Regions from separate parts of the Mus musculus genome. Here all the other regions are linked to region 1. The links are chromatin contacts, called in public HiChIP or PLAC-seq and promoter capture Hi-C maps. All regions are on one chromosome and are shown on one strand. Each heading gives the region's core, a stretch centred on a gene start, on an enhancer-like site or on the middle of the called end of the contact. The rest is flanking DNA. Distances are from core to core; before and after follow the strand shown.

Region 1 (4,377 bases), core at 16-2,515:
CCCTCTCCCTCTCCCTCTCCCTCTCCCTCTCCCTCTCCCTCTCCCTCTCCCTCTCCCTCTCCCTCTCCCTCTCCCTCTCCCTCTCCCTCTCCCCCTCTCTCTCTGTCCACCGCATAGCTGCTACTGGAAGAAAAAAATTATAGATGCCTGCTCTCAAGGAACTGAAGTGTTAGCAGTAGCTGGGCACTGATTCTGAGTGAGAAGAATCTCCACATTATTTGGACAGAGCAGAAGAGAGTTGAGTCTAGGTTAAGAAAATTAGAATATCCATTCTGTTGCTCATTTTGCGCTAGATTTTAGAGATGTCGGCTTGTCTGCAGTACCCTATCTTGCCTCTGTTGCTCTTCAATGCTTTGTCTACTTCCTGGTTAGAACTAGGTATCTAGTTCAGACTCCATGTTCTGTACAAAGCCAGCCACATCTCTCCTGGTCAGCCTACACTGGTCACTATCACACTTAGAAATGGGAGTTCTCACACCCTTTGACAATATGTATGGATTACGTTGTTAGTTATCTTAGAGTGTTAAGCTACGGAACTATCTATGGTACAGTCATTCATTTAGTCAGTGACTAGGTATTTATTTAGGGCCTCTGCTGTCCTTACCATGAGGAAAAGAAGTGGTTATTGGTTGTAATGGATACGTTGTGTCTACATAAATACTAGTAAATCCTAAGTCTATAGCAGGATTTAAGAGCCTTCTCTGACAGTCACTTCTGCATTATTCACTGTAGGAGAAGTTCCCAGGACAGTGTGGGATAAGCCAAGATTTGCATCCCCTCCCCCACTTGGTGTTACTCACTTCAGCTAACACCGGGCTTGGCTGGCACTATCCCTCTTAACGTTATTTTCTAGCGGGGCCAGAGAGAATGTCGTGAAAAATATGCTCTGAGATGTTAAAAGACTAAGAAACCTTTTCTCTTATGAGCAGAAGGCTTGTTGAATATCAACTGTGAACTAGTTCGTAACAGTTTAATGAGTTTGCTTAATGAGTTTGCTAGTTCAAGGTTAAGGGGGTAGATAGACCCAGGAGAGCAACCTTTGGGTCACCCTGGTGTGTGTGTGTGTGTGTGTGTGTGTGTGTGTGTGTGTGTGTGTGCTTAGAAGTGAGTAAAATCAGAGGTATGTATACGTGCTGTATCTCAGAATAAAAGTTACCCTGAGAGTGAAGAGGATCGATCCTGTTGGGCCCCTCAGCCTGGTTAATTTGCCTGTGTTTTAGACTAGAGTGGAAGGGGCGTCCAACTGTGACTGGAATGGATGTCTGTGCCCTTGAGACTCCCTCGCCCCCTCCGGTTTTGAGGAAGGGGTGGCTGATATCTACAACCTGAGTTCTGCCCAGGACCACCCCGGGAGAGAACGGCTGTGTGTAGCGGGGTGCGGGTGGAGGGAGGGGATATGGCACATTCCAGAAGGATCTCTGGACCGCAGCCTCAGTACCACGCCCTCGGCGGGGCCAGGTGTGCTCCCCGGTTGCGGAGGGGGGAGCCCGGGGCCGCAGCGAGCGGGTTTACTGCTCGGCATGCGCTGAGTGTTTGTCTGCCTCGGAGGGTTGGGTCCTCCTTGTTCACAGGTGAGTCACGCCCCGAAACACCGGCTCTCTTCCTGTCAGGACTGAGTCAGGGAGAAGAGTCGATAAAACACCTGATCGAGGGAAAAGGAAGGCACAGCAGAGCGAAGACTCGGCGCCCGGCAGGCACCCGCAGCGGCGGAGCGCGGCCCGGCCATGCCTGCGCTCTGGCTCAGCTGCTGCCTTGGTGTCGCGCTCCTGCTGCCCGCAGCCCAGGCCACCTCCAGGAGGGAAGGTGAGTGCTCCCACCGCGCCTCCAACTTGCCCTTCCCTGCACACGGTGTTGGTGGCTGAATTCACCTCGAGGATCCACACTCGGTCAGGTCAAGGATCTGCAAAGAGCCTATCTCCTCCCTACCTGGGGCTCCTGTACAGTCGCGCTCTAAAGTGACAGTTTTCCCATAAAGCCAAGGGAGTTAAAAACACGAAGCTAATGGGTTGTGCCAGCTGAAGGTTTCCTTGCCCTAAAGCCATTCCTCTTTCAATTCCCTCCCTTTCTTTTCTTTGGCAACAGGGGACCCCTCCACACCCGTTCAATCAGTAACATGCTAGTCTTTAAACTGTCCGGTCCCTGTAATTTACCAGTGGGAGTTAGGTGGGACTTTTTCCATGCCCGGCAGCACCACACAGACTAAAAACAGAACTTCCATAATCCCCTTGTTATCCATGTTGTATTTTTGAGATAGAGCGTGAACTTTAAGCGTTTTAGTAATACCCGAAACTGCAAGTGTTACTTCTAAGAACAGTTTCGCCTCCCAGGTATTTATTGGACTCAAACTTCAAGTAACATTTACTCCTACCGAGAGCACCCGGTGGCTGTCATGTCCTGAGGAGTTAAGGTCATATAAACAAAATCTGCGAGAACTTAGCGACTGTTTTTCGTGTGTATGTGTCCTGTCAACTATGATGACACCTAGTGCGGGGGTTTCTCTGTCTCTTAGCTGAAGCGCTTTCCTCTGATCACCCAACTTTTCACATTCATAGTTACTGTTGCTTCCTGCTCTCCATGGTGTTCCAGTCACCACTGCCAGGGATCGGAAGCCATGATGCTCGATCATGTATAATTGTCACCAAAAAGGAGTAACTGGCATGATAGCCATGTTCATTTTCTTGACAATAGTAACCATTTCACTAGTCCTGTCAAAACCTGTTGTGTAGCTCAGATATGTAAGATGAACTTTAAAACAAAAAAATGTATGAAAGTGGTCATGTCGAGAGGGCTCCCCCTGAGTCAGGATAAACTGGTTGAAACCTAGTAGAAAACATTCTGAGAGTGAAAACAGTCTCTGAATATTAGAATTAAAAGTAACTTCCAGTGGATCAGCAATTAAGAATCCTTTGATTGAAAAGATGAGCAGTTGGCAGTGTTTTTGCACAAGGCCACCCAGGCAGCTATTGGCAGTGGCAGAACCTTTGATCCAGGTGTTCTTAGCTTTTTTGACCTCATTATAAAAGTAATATGTATATATATATATATATATATATATATATATATATGTGTGTGTGTGTGTGTGTGTGTGTGTGTGTGTGTGTGTGTGTGTATGTATATGTATATTTTTTTTCAGTACAGCAATTTTCCTCTTGGCTATAATTAAATACATACATGTGTGTTGGTATTACATAACAAAACCAAATCTATAGGATGCCATCAATTGTTTCATAAAGTCAGGTTCAACAGCAGACTTTGTACCCAAGCAGTCCATCCAAACACAAAGTCAGAAGTTCTGTGTTGGCTCATTTTCGCACTTTCCCCTTCCTTAGGGACAGATTGCTTGAGATACCAGGTTCTCTCCTCAAACAGCTTTATTTGGGAGCCAAGTGAGACTATGTCATTATGGTAGATCATTTATATTTTTCCATTTTTGTCACACTGGGATATACAAGGAGCTGGGCAAAAGGTATGATACCTGTCCTAATCCAAAGTGACCTGTATCCAGGCATCCTGTGGGCTGCACCTGTGGGCTGCACCTGTGGGCTGCACCTGTGGGCTGCACCTGTGGGCTGCACCTGTGGGCTGCACCTGTGGGCTGCACCTGTGGGCTGCGAAGGTCTGAAGTCGTGATGTTGCTTCCTGGTTATTTCTTGCAGGTGAAATTATGGTTAAGATATAATTACCGAGACTTACAGGGTTGGTCTCACCTAAAACACTGGCTTTAGAGTCAGCCTGACCTGGCAAAATTTTTTGGTTTATTCACTTGTTAATGCCTGTCTTAGTCACTGTTCTATTGCTGTAATGAGACCCCATGACCAAGGCTGCTTATAAAAGAAAACATTTAATTGGGGCTTGCTTACAGTTTCAGAGGGCGAGTCCATTCTCATCATGGCGGGGCACAGTAGCTGAGAGCTGACATCCTGATCTGTAGGCAGCATGCAGAGGAAGAGAGTGGGCCTGGCTGGGGGGTTTTGAAACCTCAAAGTCACTCCCAGTGACACACCTCCTCCAACAAGGCCACATCCCCTAATCCTTCCCAAATAGTCCACCAGCTGGTAACCAAACAGTCAAATATATGAACCTATGGGGAGGTCATCCTTGTTCAGCCATCACAGTGTTCTCAGTAACTTTTCAGGCTCTTCAACTGCTTGAAGTCTGGCTCTTCATCTGCTAAATGAAAGCATTAGTAGTAAGCAAGCTTGCAGACTTGGCAAAAGGATGGCTATTGTGAGTTGCCTTGCACAGCTGGGTCCATCCACACTTTCGTTAGAGAGTCTGGAGTACAGGTACTGTAAGTTCGGATGCGCAGCAATGAGTAGGAGACACATACCATGCCTTGGTGAGAGACTGGGGCATGTGTCCTCAAAGGTCTGGATC
Region 2 (5,105 bases), core at 1,402-3,901, 190 kb before region 1:
GCTTTTTTTTCTACGAACTCCCTCTCTATTTCACTTTTTTAAAAAAATGTATTATGTATGTGAGTACACTGTTGCTGTCTTCAGACACACCAGAAGAGAACATCAGATTCTATTACAGATGGTTGTGAGCCACCATGTGGCTGCTGGGAATTAAACTCAGGACCTCTGGAAGAACAGTCAGTGCCCTTAACTGCTGAGCCATCTCTCCAGCCCGCATCCCACATTTTTTAAGTATAGAAACTTACCAGCCTACGAGTCTCTGGGAGCTGTGGTGCTTAAGGCACATCTGGATCTAGGTTCTGGCTTCTTGTCTCTGTACCGTTAGTCATGGTGGGTTTGCCTAGGATTATCAGACAATGTTCAGCAGTAGAGCTCTTATTGAAAAATTGGTTTGCTGATCCCATTGTAGATTTAATGGATGGTTTCACTTCCTCTCAGATTCCTGTCGTGGCTCCATTCTATACAGGTTGTGTATTTGGCAAATGGTACTTCAAAGCTCAAGAATGCTGGTACTGTGTGACGAGAGAGGTATTACATCATCGTGGCCGTTGTGGACATACTCAGCAACCCGGTCTGTGTGACTTGAATAGCCCTGCTGGTCACATGACAGGGGAGCTCACTAGCATTTGTGCCCCGCTGGTTCTTGAGCTCAAGCATCAGGGCAATCTTCCCAGTTTGCTACACAGCAAATTTCCTTCAGAAGTTGGTAGATTATTTAAAGAGATGTAAGCAAGGTATGGTGGTAATTCCAGCACCCAGGAGGTGGAGGCAGGAGGATTAGGAATTTGAGGCCAGTCTCAGCTACATGAGACCAAAAAGCCAGAATGTTACAGGTGTGAGACGGTTACTATGTTAGTCAGTTGTCCTTGTAACAAATACGTGAGATCACTAGTCTACAAAGATAGGTTTATTTTAGCTACTTGTAAGTAATCGGTCTGCATGTTGTATATACCACAGGACATCTATGCTATTTCTGGGAAATCTCTGGTCTTACGAGGTCTGCTTCTTCGACATAAACGTCTCCAACATAAAAAGCCACAGTTCCCTGAGGTCCTTGGCAGCCAAAGACGCAGACATGTGAGGCCTTGTTTCAGGAGGCACCTTCGGAAGGAAGTCCTCTCTGTTGAAGACATCTGTGCTGCAAACATGGAAGAAACAGAGAAGACAAGATGGAATCCTCAGACTGAGTCCTTATCTGGGAATCAGCTCTGAGGCTAGCAGGCAGCAAGGATGCGGCTAAGTCACCTAGCTGCTAGGCAACAGAGCAGAGGTTCCTCCTCAGGCCAGCATTATGGTTTTCAGTGTTGTCCAGTGTGACCTGAAGTCAGTCCTTACAGTAACTGTGTGAGACTTCCTGCATTCTGCTTGGTCTCTTATGGTTTATTGAGCCATGATTGCCAGCTATGAGTATCCGTCTAACAATTTGAATAAACTGCTTAAATGAGGGTCAGTTCTATGGAGAGAATTACAGCCACAGAGTAAAATGGCATTTTTCTTTGAGATGTTTCATTGCATCTTTTATTATTGTCATTGGGAGACATTTGCCAGCTTCTCTTACTTCGTTTGTATTTCTTGGGTACGCTATATTATTTTTTTTTATTTTTATTTTTTAGAGGATGGAATGAGGGTGGTCAATATAGGTGAGGTAGCCCAGGCTGGTCTTGAATTTTCTATATAGTTGAAGGTGATCTTGAGCCCCTGTCCCTGCCTCCTGAGTTCTGAGGCTGCAGGCATGTGTCACCACTGCTAGTTTTTTAAAAATTCAGTAATGGGGGGGGGGGTCAAGCCTAGAGCTTTGCATGTGCCTGTAAAGTGTCCTACCAACTAAGGTAAATCCCCAGCCCATTATAAATAAATAAATAAATAAATAAATAAATAAATAAATAGATAGATAGATAGATAAATAGATAAATAAATAAATAAATAAATGTATGTATGTATGTATGTTATCATACTGGATATTAGGGGCACATACTTGTAATCTCAAAACTTAGGTTGAGGCAGGGGGATCACTGCAGTTTCAAGGCTAGCCTGGTCTACTCTAGAGAGTAGACACTGTCTCAAAAAAAATATATCATAAAAATGGTTAAACTCAACATTGAAGTGAATTTGCTTTTAAGGGCTCCCCACCCATACCTCAGTCCTTGGAGACTATTCGGGCCCTTGTCACTATGACGTAATCTCAGAAGAGTATTGGGGTAAAGGCTGTCTCTCTATCAGTGTTAGAATCCTAGGCATTCAACAGACGTGTTTTGCTTATCACTAAAAGAGAAACAGAAGATTCCGAGACACTCAGAGCAATTCAGGCCTTTTATTAAAAATTGACAGACCCAGCAAAGCAGCAGGAATCCTCCTCCAATATCTAACTGATAGCAGATTGAATCAGAGATGACACAAGCCAGGACTGGGCTGGTTTATGGTCTCTGTTTAATTTGCAACACAAGGGATTTTAAACAGTGAGTGGGTTTGTCTAAGAATCTTGCTTACGAATGGACTGGGTTGAATTCAGGACCCAATAAGATAGGATAGGATTATTTTAGATAAATTTAATCAGGCTTTTTACAAATTCAAACCCCACCCACATTCCCGCTCAGTGTGATACCTCTGTGAACAAAAGCTCGAAGTGGAGTGAACGCTTTTCGCTTTTTGCTTTTGGGAGATTCCTTCTCACAAGTAAACACAATGGGACAGTGAGGGGAGCAGTGGTGTTCACAGGTGTGGGCTAGAGTCTCCCTCAGCTGACTTACCATCAACCCTTTGAATTTAAAGCTGGGGGTGGAGAGGGGTGGGGTCTCCGTTTGGAGGAAGAAACAAATATTACTTCTCTCATTTTAGAGTGTCTTTTGGATTTTAAGGGCTCCCTGGCTTCGGAGCACACTGAGGTCAGACAAACTTGTTCTGCCTTCACTGCAGTTACAGTAACTAATGGGGTGGGGTGTTTGAAAGAAAGAATAGAATCACAGCCGTCCAGCTGTGAAAATACAAGATCAGTTAAATCCTGCTCCAACAGCTGTGATTGAGTTGCTTGCTTCCTCCCCTCCCCTCCCCTCCCCTCCCCTCCCCTCCCCTCCCCTCCCCTCCCCTCCCCTCCCCTCCCCTCCCCTCCCCTCCCCTCCCCTCTTCTTTCTTTCTTTCTTTCTTTCTTTCTTTCTTTCTTTCTTTCTTTCTTTCTTTCTTTCTTTCTTTCTTTCTTTCTTTCTTTCTTTCTTCCTTCCTTCCTTCCTTCCTTCCTTCCTTCCTTCCTTCCTTCCTTTCTTTCTTTCTTTCTTTCTTTCTTTCTTTCTTTCTCTCTCTTTCACAAGTAGGTCAGGTTGGCCTCTAACTTGTTTAACTTCTGGAAGTCAGCATTTACAGACCACAGGAGGCCTCCCTTTAGGTTTTACAAATTATTTCAGTTCTTCATTTTTCAAAAGCTTAAAGTGATATCAACTTATGAATGTTCTTGGTTTTTAAATTGTGAATTCATAATAATTTCATGAGAATTGCTTACATTTTTCAATATACAACCATATACATACATATATACATACACACATACATATATATGTATATGTATATATGTATGTATGTGTGTGTGTATATATATGTGTGTGTGTGTGTGCGTATACACATATTAAAAACATTCCCAAGGAAAACTGTGGGGTTTTGGTTGGTTGGTTGCTGTTGTTGTTTTGTTTTGTTTTGTTTTTAACTTCAGAAATATTTTACTTAAGTCTGTTTGTTAAAATTTTGCCCAACAGTAGGAACTGAAACCTTCTAACAGTTGCTGTAGATTACTGATGATAACTACCCCAAGGTCATGCCTCCTGGCTTCTTAATGGCCGGGTTCAGCAATATCGTTTGCTGGCAAAGGAATCATTCATTCACAAAACTGGACCCACCCAACCAGAGACCCTTGGTGGAAGTTCAGTTAGATTCTAAACCAAGAAAAATAGTTGCCTCTTTTCCTCACTGAACTTTGATCAGTACTGTGTGCTGTGTGGCCAAGCTAGAAAGTAGATGGAATTTCAAACAAGGCTTTAATGGTACCTTGGGAGCTTCCACCGGACGTCCTTCAACCAAGGAGAAGCATACCAAGATGGGATGCATCACACAGAAAATAGGATTTATTAAAGGAAATCAACCCCATTACCATAGTAGGCATACCCTCAGGGCTGACCCATATTTTATAAATGATGTAAATTACTCACTTTGACATATCTGTAATATGATGTGGCTCAAATTCTTTTCTATCAGGCTTGTTTGTTTTATGAGAAAGGGGTTTTCTCTGCAGCCCAAGGTGGGTTCAACTCACAGCCTCAGCTTCTCTATTGCTGGGCTTACAGGAGTCAGCCCTACTCTAGTAACTTCCTGAGTTTGCCAGATGCTAGGATACAAAGATTAGTAAGAGGCTGCTCCCAGACAGAGGCAGACAGACAGTGAATCCATTTTTAAGAAATGTTTAAGCGCTGGTAAGATGGCTCAGAAGGTAAAGGCACTTACTGCCAAGCCTGAATGCCTGCGTTTGATCCACAGGACATACATAGCGCAAAGAGAGAACTGGTTTCCACGGGTCATCCTCTCACCTCCATAGATGCATGCATATGCATACACATACACCCAATAAATACATTAAAACATAATAAGGTATAATTAATAAATTTCACTTAGAGCCTAATCCTAGCAATTTATAATCTGAGACCAGACAATCAACGAAGCTTGCGAGTTCAAGACCAGCCTGAGCAAGACAGGAAGACCCTGTCTCAAACACTGGAGTAAAGTACAATGTTTAAGATGTGGTTTTTATTCGAAGGAGGTAGAAAACAGCAGAGGGGAACTAATTAGACAGGAGAAAAATTCTTTACGGGTTAGGAACTTTTAACTTGAGATCTATTCAAAACCTGATCAGAGGACCATGGTAGCCAGCATATATCCTACAAGGCAGAAGTGTGTGGTGTCTAAGAACAGGCAGAAGCCAGTGTGACTGCAGTCTCTGAGCCAAAGGAGGCTGCAACTGTGTGCAAACCATCTAGGGCAGTGAGTGGTTCTAGACCTGGGGGTCATGACCCCGAGTGTTGGGGGTGTCAAGCAAGCCTTTCACAGGGGCTGCCCCAGGCCATCCTGCA
Region 3 (4,424 bases), core at 991-3,490, 240 kb before region 1:
ATAAGCAAAACTTATGAGAAACACAAGAAAGACATGATCATCATGGTGGGGACATCTGTGGCTCCACCTCTCCAGGGACAGAGGCAGGAGGCCATCACTAGCTAAAGGCTAGGCTGGACTACTTAATGAGCTTCAGGCAGCCAGGGCTTCATAGTGAGAGACTTTCAAAAATCAAAAGGGGAAAAGAGAAGGAGGAGAAGGAAGAGGAGGAAGAAGAAGAGGAAGAAGAGGAGGAGGAAGAGGAGGAGGAGGAGACAGAAAATGCAAAAGCAACAATTTAAAATCAGCCCTACCCTGGCGAGAGTGAGCACTGCTGACCTCATGCCCTGTTTCCGTTCAGTCATTTTTCTCTGTGTCTATTCACCCACCCACCTATCATGCCCACCTCCAAGCTTCTTGCTTTTTAACCTAAGTAGCACGAATGTACAACTGCATAGTTTTCCACTGTGTGAAGCCATGAAGTTCTTTGTGGGTTATTTTTGTTTGACACAGGATGTTGCTGGGTAGCCCACACTAGCCTCAAACTCAGGGCGATCCTCCTGCCTGAACTTCCTAAGTGCTGGGATTGCAGGGGTGTACCATGATGCCTGCCTCATTGTAGTTCTCTATGGCTCTATCCTTTCTTCCTTTCTCCAGGAGTGCAGGAACTGCGTTTGGTACTGGGACTCAAATACTTCAAGCACTCTGCCACTTGATCTAGAATTCCAGCTATTTCTTTACTATTGAAACAAAAATCTCACTATTGAGACTGACCTAGGTTAACCTTAAACTCACAATTCTCGGGCTCCAGCATCCTCCCAAGTACTGGGATGGGCAGGTGGATTATTGTGAGTTCTGGCCCAACCTGGTCTACAAAAGACAAACAAGGCATGAGTCACCATGCTCAGCCAATTTTTATACCCATCGCTGCAACGAATATACTTGTACACAAATTCTTTTGCTATACTTTAAATAAAATGCAGTATTAAAATGTATGCTATTTGTTCTGTTTGGTGGGGTTTTTTTGTTGTTGTTGTTGTTTGTTTTTTGTTTTTTTTGAGACAGGGTTTCTCTGTGTAGCCTTGGCTGTCCTGGAACTCTCTGTAGACCAGGCTGGCCTTGAACTCAGAGATCTGCCTGCCTCTGCCTCTCGAGTGCTGGGATTAAAGGCGTGTGCCACCCTGTTTGGTGTTATCAGGCTCTTTCCATGCAAAACACCTGTCTACATCGTGACTTGCTGACTGGGAACCATTCTGGGGACATCTTACGCCTGTTTTTATGTGCATCCGTGTATTCACACCACCCTTGCACCTGATGCCTGGGAAGGCTCAGGAGAGGATCTGGGATCCCTTGAAACAGGAGTGTCGGATGGATGGGAGTCACCTTGTGGGTTCTGGGACAGGAAAATTGACCCCTCTACTAGAACAGCAAATGTTCTTAACCAAGGAGCTGTCTCTCTAGCTGCCATTTTCACAATTCCAACGTAATATTAGCTTTATGTTTGGGCCTAATATGAAGATGTATTAAAAACTAGGGTGTGTTAACAACGAGACGTGTGGACACTAGGGTGTGTGGACACCGAGCTCTGTGTATTTGAGTGGACAGTAAGATGTATGCCCAGACTGTGACGAGCGCTTCACGGCCTCATCTTTTAGGAGGTGTCATTTTAGCTGACAATTTTGTATAACGGGTTAGTCAAGTCCTCTAGGGCAGGAGCTGAGGGTCTGGGCAACGACTAAGGTGGCCAAGGTGGCATTCTGTACCCCTTGACTCCAAAAGACTGATTTTTTCCCCCAAAAGACTGTTTTGAAGGGACAGATTTGCTTTCCCTGCTGTGGGAAAGACCCAAACCTCCCGGAGCTGGCCCCTCTGCAGCTTCGCACCTTCGAGCCCTGTAGCACCTGGTCGCAGTACAGAGCCACCTTCTCGCTGCGCCACATGCCCCTCATGGGGGATGCGTAGATCGGTGGCAGGGGCTGCGCTTCCTCCTGGTCCTCAGGCACCGCGGGCACGGGCTCCTCGTCACATGTTTCGGCTTGGGTGACCGGTGGGAGCTGGAGCCGTCGCCGTGCCGCCTTGCCCTTCACGGGGCGCGGGGAGGCCACTACCGAGCGCACGGGGGACATGAAGCCCCTGGTGGGCGCGGCCACCGAGTCCCGGAGGGTGGCTAAGACAGTCTGCTCCGCTGGCGAGCTGTCACTCCCGACCGAGGCCTTGGGCTCTGAGGTCGTGGCATCCGACTCCATGTTCGCGCCGCAGCCGTTGGCCGCCTTCCCCTCGTGGGACCACGCAGCCTGTGCGCGCTCCGCGGGCGAGCACATGCGTGGGCGGGAAATGAAGGCAGGTGCGGGGGCGGTGGGAGCACGCTGCGCAGAGGCGGGGATAGGGGCGGGGTCCTGCCTCTGACCCCGCCCATTGATCCTTGGAATCGCCTAATGGCAGAACCTAGGAGCTCGTTGGTCCCCACCCATCCACCCTTAAGTCCTGAAACATTTCAGGGCCAGGCAAGCTACGAAGTCCCTAGGTAGCCAAGGATGACCTTGAATTTCTGATTCTCCTGCCTCTCCCTCTCAAGTGCTGGGTTCACAGGCCCGCCCCACTCAATGGGGCGGTTCATTACCTGCTAGACAAGCACTCTACCGATTGAATCAGACCCCCTCCCCCCAGCCAAAGGAAACATACTTTTATTCTAGGAAGCATTTGTGACTGGGACCAGCTGGTTATTACCAGAGAAAACTGCGGATAGATGTAGGCACCCGGGATCACCTTTCCACGCGGATCTCAGTTTAGGCGTCCCTTCATATCATAAACAAATTGCTCTGTGTGTGTGTGTGTGTGTGTGTGTGTGTGTGTGTGTGTGTGTGTGTGTGTGTGTGTGTGTGTGTGAAGATGTGATTAAGTCAATGGGTCAAATTAGTCTGTGGAGCTGCTCAGAATTCTCCCTGATGGGTGTTTACAGTACTGCAACCCTTATCAACACGTATTTCAGCGGTGGCGACGGTGAGTAAGCGCATTTTCCTAAATGTTGCTCACGGCCTTTGATGAGCATCAGGACTCCAGTTCCCGGTATGTGAGACTGCTTGTGTATTGAGCCCGTTGGAATACCGTCTGTTTACTCTATCTGGACTCTGTGCTGGGCGCACAGCCCCCGAGCTGAGGTGACTTGGGAAAACACCTGCCTTCCCTCTCGCTCACTTGGAAGGACACTGTGTGAAGTTGTGAGTTTATTTTGAAGGAGACATTCCCGTTTGTATCGTGTTACTGTAGTGCAGAAAACAATTAGGACTTCAATTATTCTGTATTCACACTTCACTGTATTTGTCTGGAGTCTGTGACCTTCTTTAAAATGGTGCCATTATAACCACCCAAGACCACCCATTCGAATAAAATCTATTACAGGGCTGGTTTTCTCTTCTTTTAATTCATTACCTCGCGTGTGTGTGTGTGTGTGTGTGTGTGTGTGCAGTCCATGCTTGCCTGGTGTGTTGTGTAGACTGAGCCTCAAGCTTGCAGGGCCCTTCATCTGCCTCCCAGGCACTATGGTGATAGGCACCCACTGCCACCCTCTGCTTACTCTTGTTATTTTGTTTTAAATGCTTTCCTCTTCCTTTCTTTGAAAAAATAATTATTTTATTAGTATTAGTTTAGCCCTTAAGTTTAGAGTAAAAAAAAAAAAATCCTGTGAGCTAGTTCAAAGTGTTTAAATTTCAAACACAGCACTAGTTTTTGTTTCTTCCGGAAACAAACAGATGTTTCATAGGAACTACTAAGTGCCAGACAGGCACTGTGTAGATGCCAAAGGCATACAGATGAAAGACACAAGGCCTGCCTACCCTAAGCAAAGTGTAGGCAACAGCATGTGTAAAGACTATGATTATTACATACATATTTCAAAGCCATACTATGTTGGGGCTGGAGAAATGGCTCAGCAGTTAAGAGGACTCATTGCTCTTCCAGAGGTCCAGGGTTTGATTCCCAGAACTCACATGGTGGCTCCTGTTCCAGAGAATCGGATGCTTTTGTGCCCCCTGTGGGTACTGCACACATATGCTACATATACATACACACATGCAGGCAAAACACTCATGCACATAAAGTAAAATAAATAAATATAAACAAAAAATCCAAAGCATGGAAGAAAACAATCTCCTTCTTGACAGAGTAATCAATATTTAACCTGAGTCTTTTTAAAAATAGCTTTTAGTGCTGGGCAGTGGTGGTGCACACCTTTAATCCCAGCACTCAGGAGGGAGAAGCAGGCAGATTTCTGAGTTCGAGGCCAGCCTGGTCTAAAAAGAGAGTTCCAGGACAGCCGGGGCTGTACAGTGAAACCCTGTCTCAAAGAAAACAAACAAGCAAACCCCCAAAACAAGCAAACAAACAAACAAACAAACAAAAAACCCTTTTATAGCTGGGATAGATTAATCCCAGCTCTTGAGAGGCAG

Evidence for each region. Promoter capture Hi-C pulls out the DNA fragments that hold promoters and counts their contacts. HiChIP or PLAC-seq counts read pairs in DNA pulled down with a chosen protein or histone mark.
Region 2: a contact with region 1 is called in an H3K27ac HiChIP or PLAC-seq map of embryonic stem cells, with 9 read pairs. The contact joins the enhancer-like site here to the promoter of Lamc2 in region 1. A contact is called at or near these places in 2 of 39 promoter capture datasets (the C10 cell line and liver), 3 of 484 Hi-C or Micro-C datasets (bone marrow-derived macrophages and embryonic stem cells), 9 of 115 datasets of contacts at active chromatin or transcription factors (embryonic basal ganglia, embryonic stem cells, large pre-B cells and 1 more) and 3 of 9 other capture datasets (adipose tissue, liver and pancreatic islet).
Region 3: a contact with region 1 is called in a promoter capture Hi-C map of embryonic stem cells. The contact joins the promoter of Shcbp1l here to the promoter of Lamc2 in region 1. A contact is called at or near these places in 14 of 39 promoter capture datasets (the 3T3-L1 cell line, the C10 cell line, the HPC-7 cell line and 7 more), 5 of 115 datasets of contacts at active chromatin or transcription factors (bone marrow-derived macrophages, embryonic stem cells, large pre-B cells and 1 more) and 1 of 9 other capture datasets (embryonic stem cells).

What each region holds. Positions count from the first base shown.
Region 1 is chr1:153,183,335-153,187,711 of GRCm38.p6, reverse strand. It overlaps Lamc2 (laminin, gamma 2), which reads left to right and starts at 1,265. Exons shown (of 24, transcript NM_008485.3): 1 at 1,265-1,458; 2 at 1,611-1,803. The coding sequence starts at 1,725.
Region 2 is chr1:153,374,252-153,379,356 of GRCm38.p6, reverse strand. Gm46246 (a long non-coding RNA gene) reads left to right here. Exons shown (of 2, transcript XR_001779877.1): 2 at 958-1,500. Among named protein-coding and RNA genes, the nearest start is that of Gm46246, 20 kb to the left of the region's middle. Within about 2 kb of position 2,651, at least 26 of the 459 cell types and tissues checked have an H3K27ac peak or open chromatin away from gene starts, as enhancers often do. A contact at or near this core is called in embryonic stem cells, where this site is marked.
Region 3 is chr1:153,423,025-153,427,448 of GRCm38.p6, reverse strand. It overlaps Shcbp1l (Shc SH2-domain binding protein 1-like), which reads right to left and starts at 2,240. Exons shown (of 10, transcript NM_001033162.2): 1 at 1,863-2,240. The coding sequence starts at 2,225.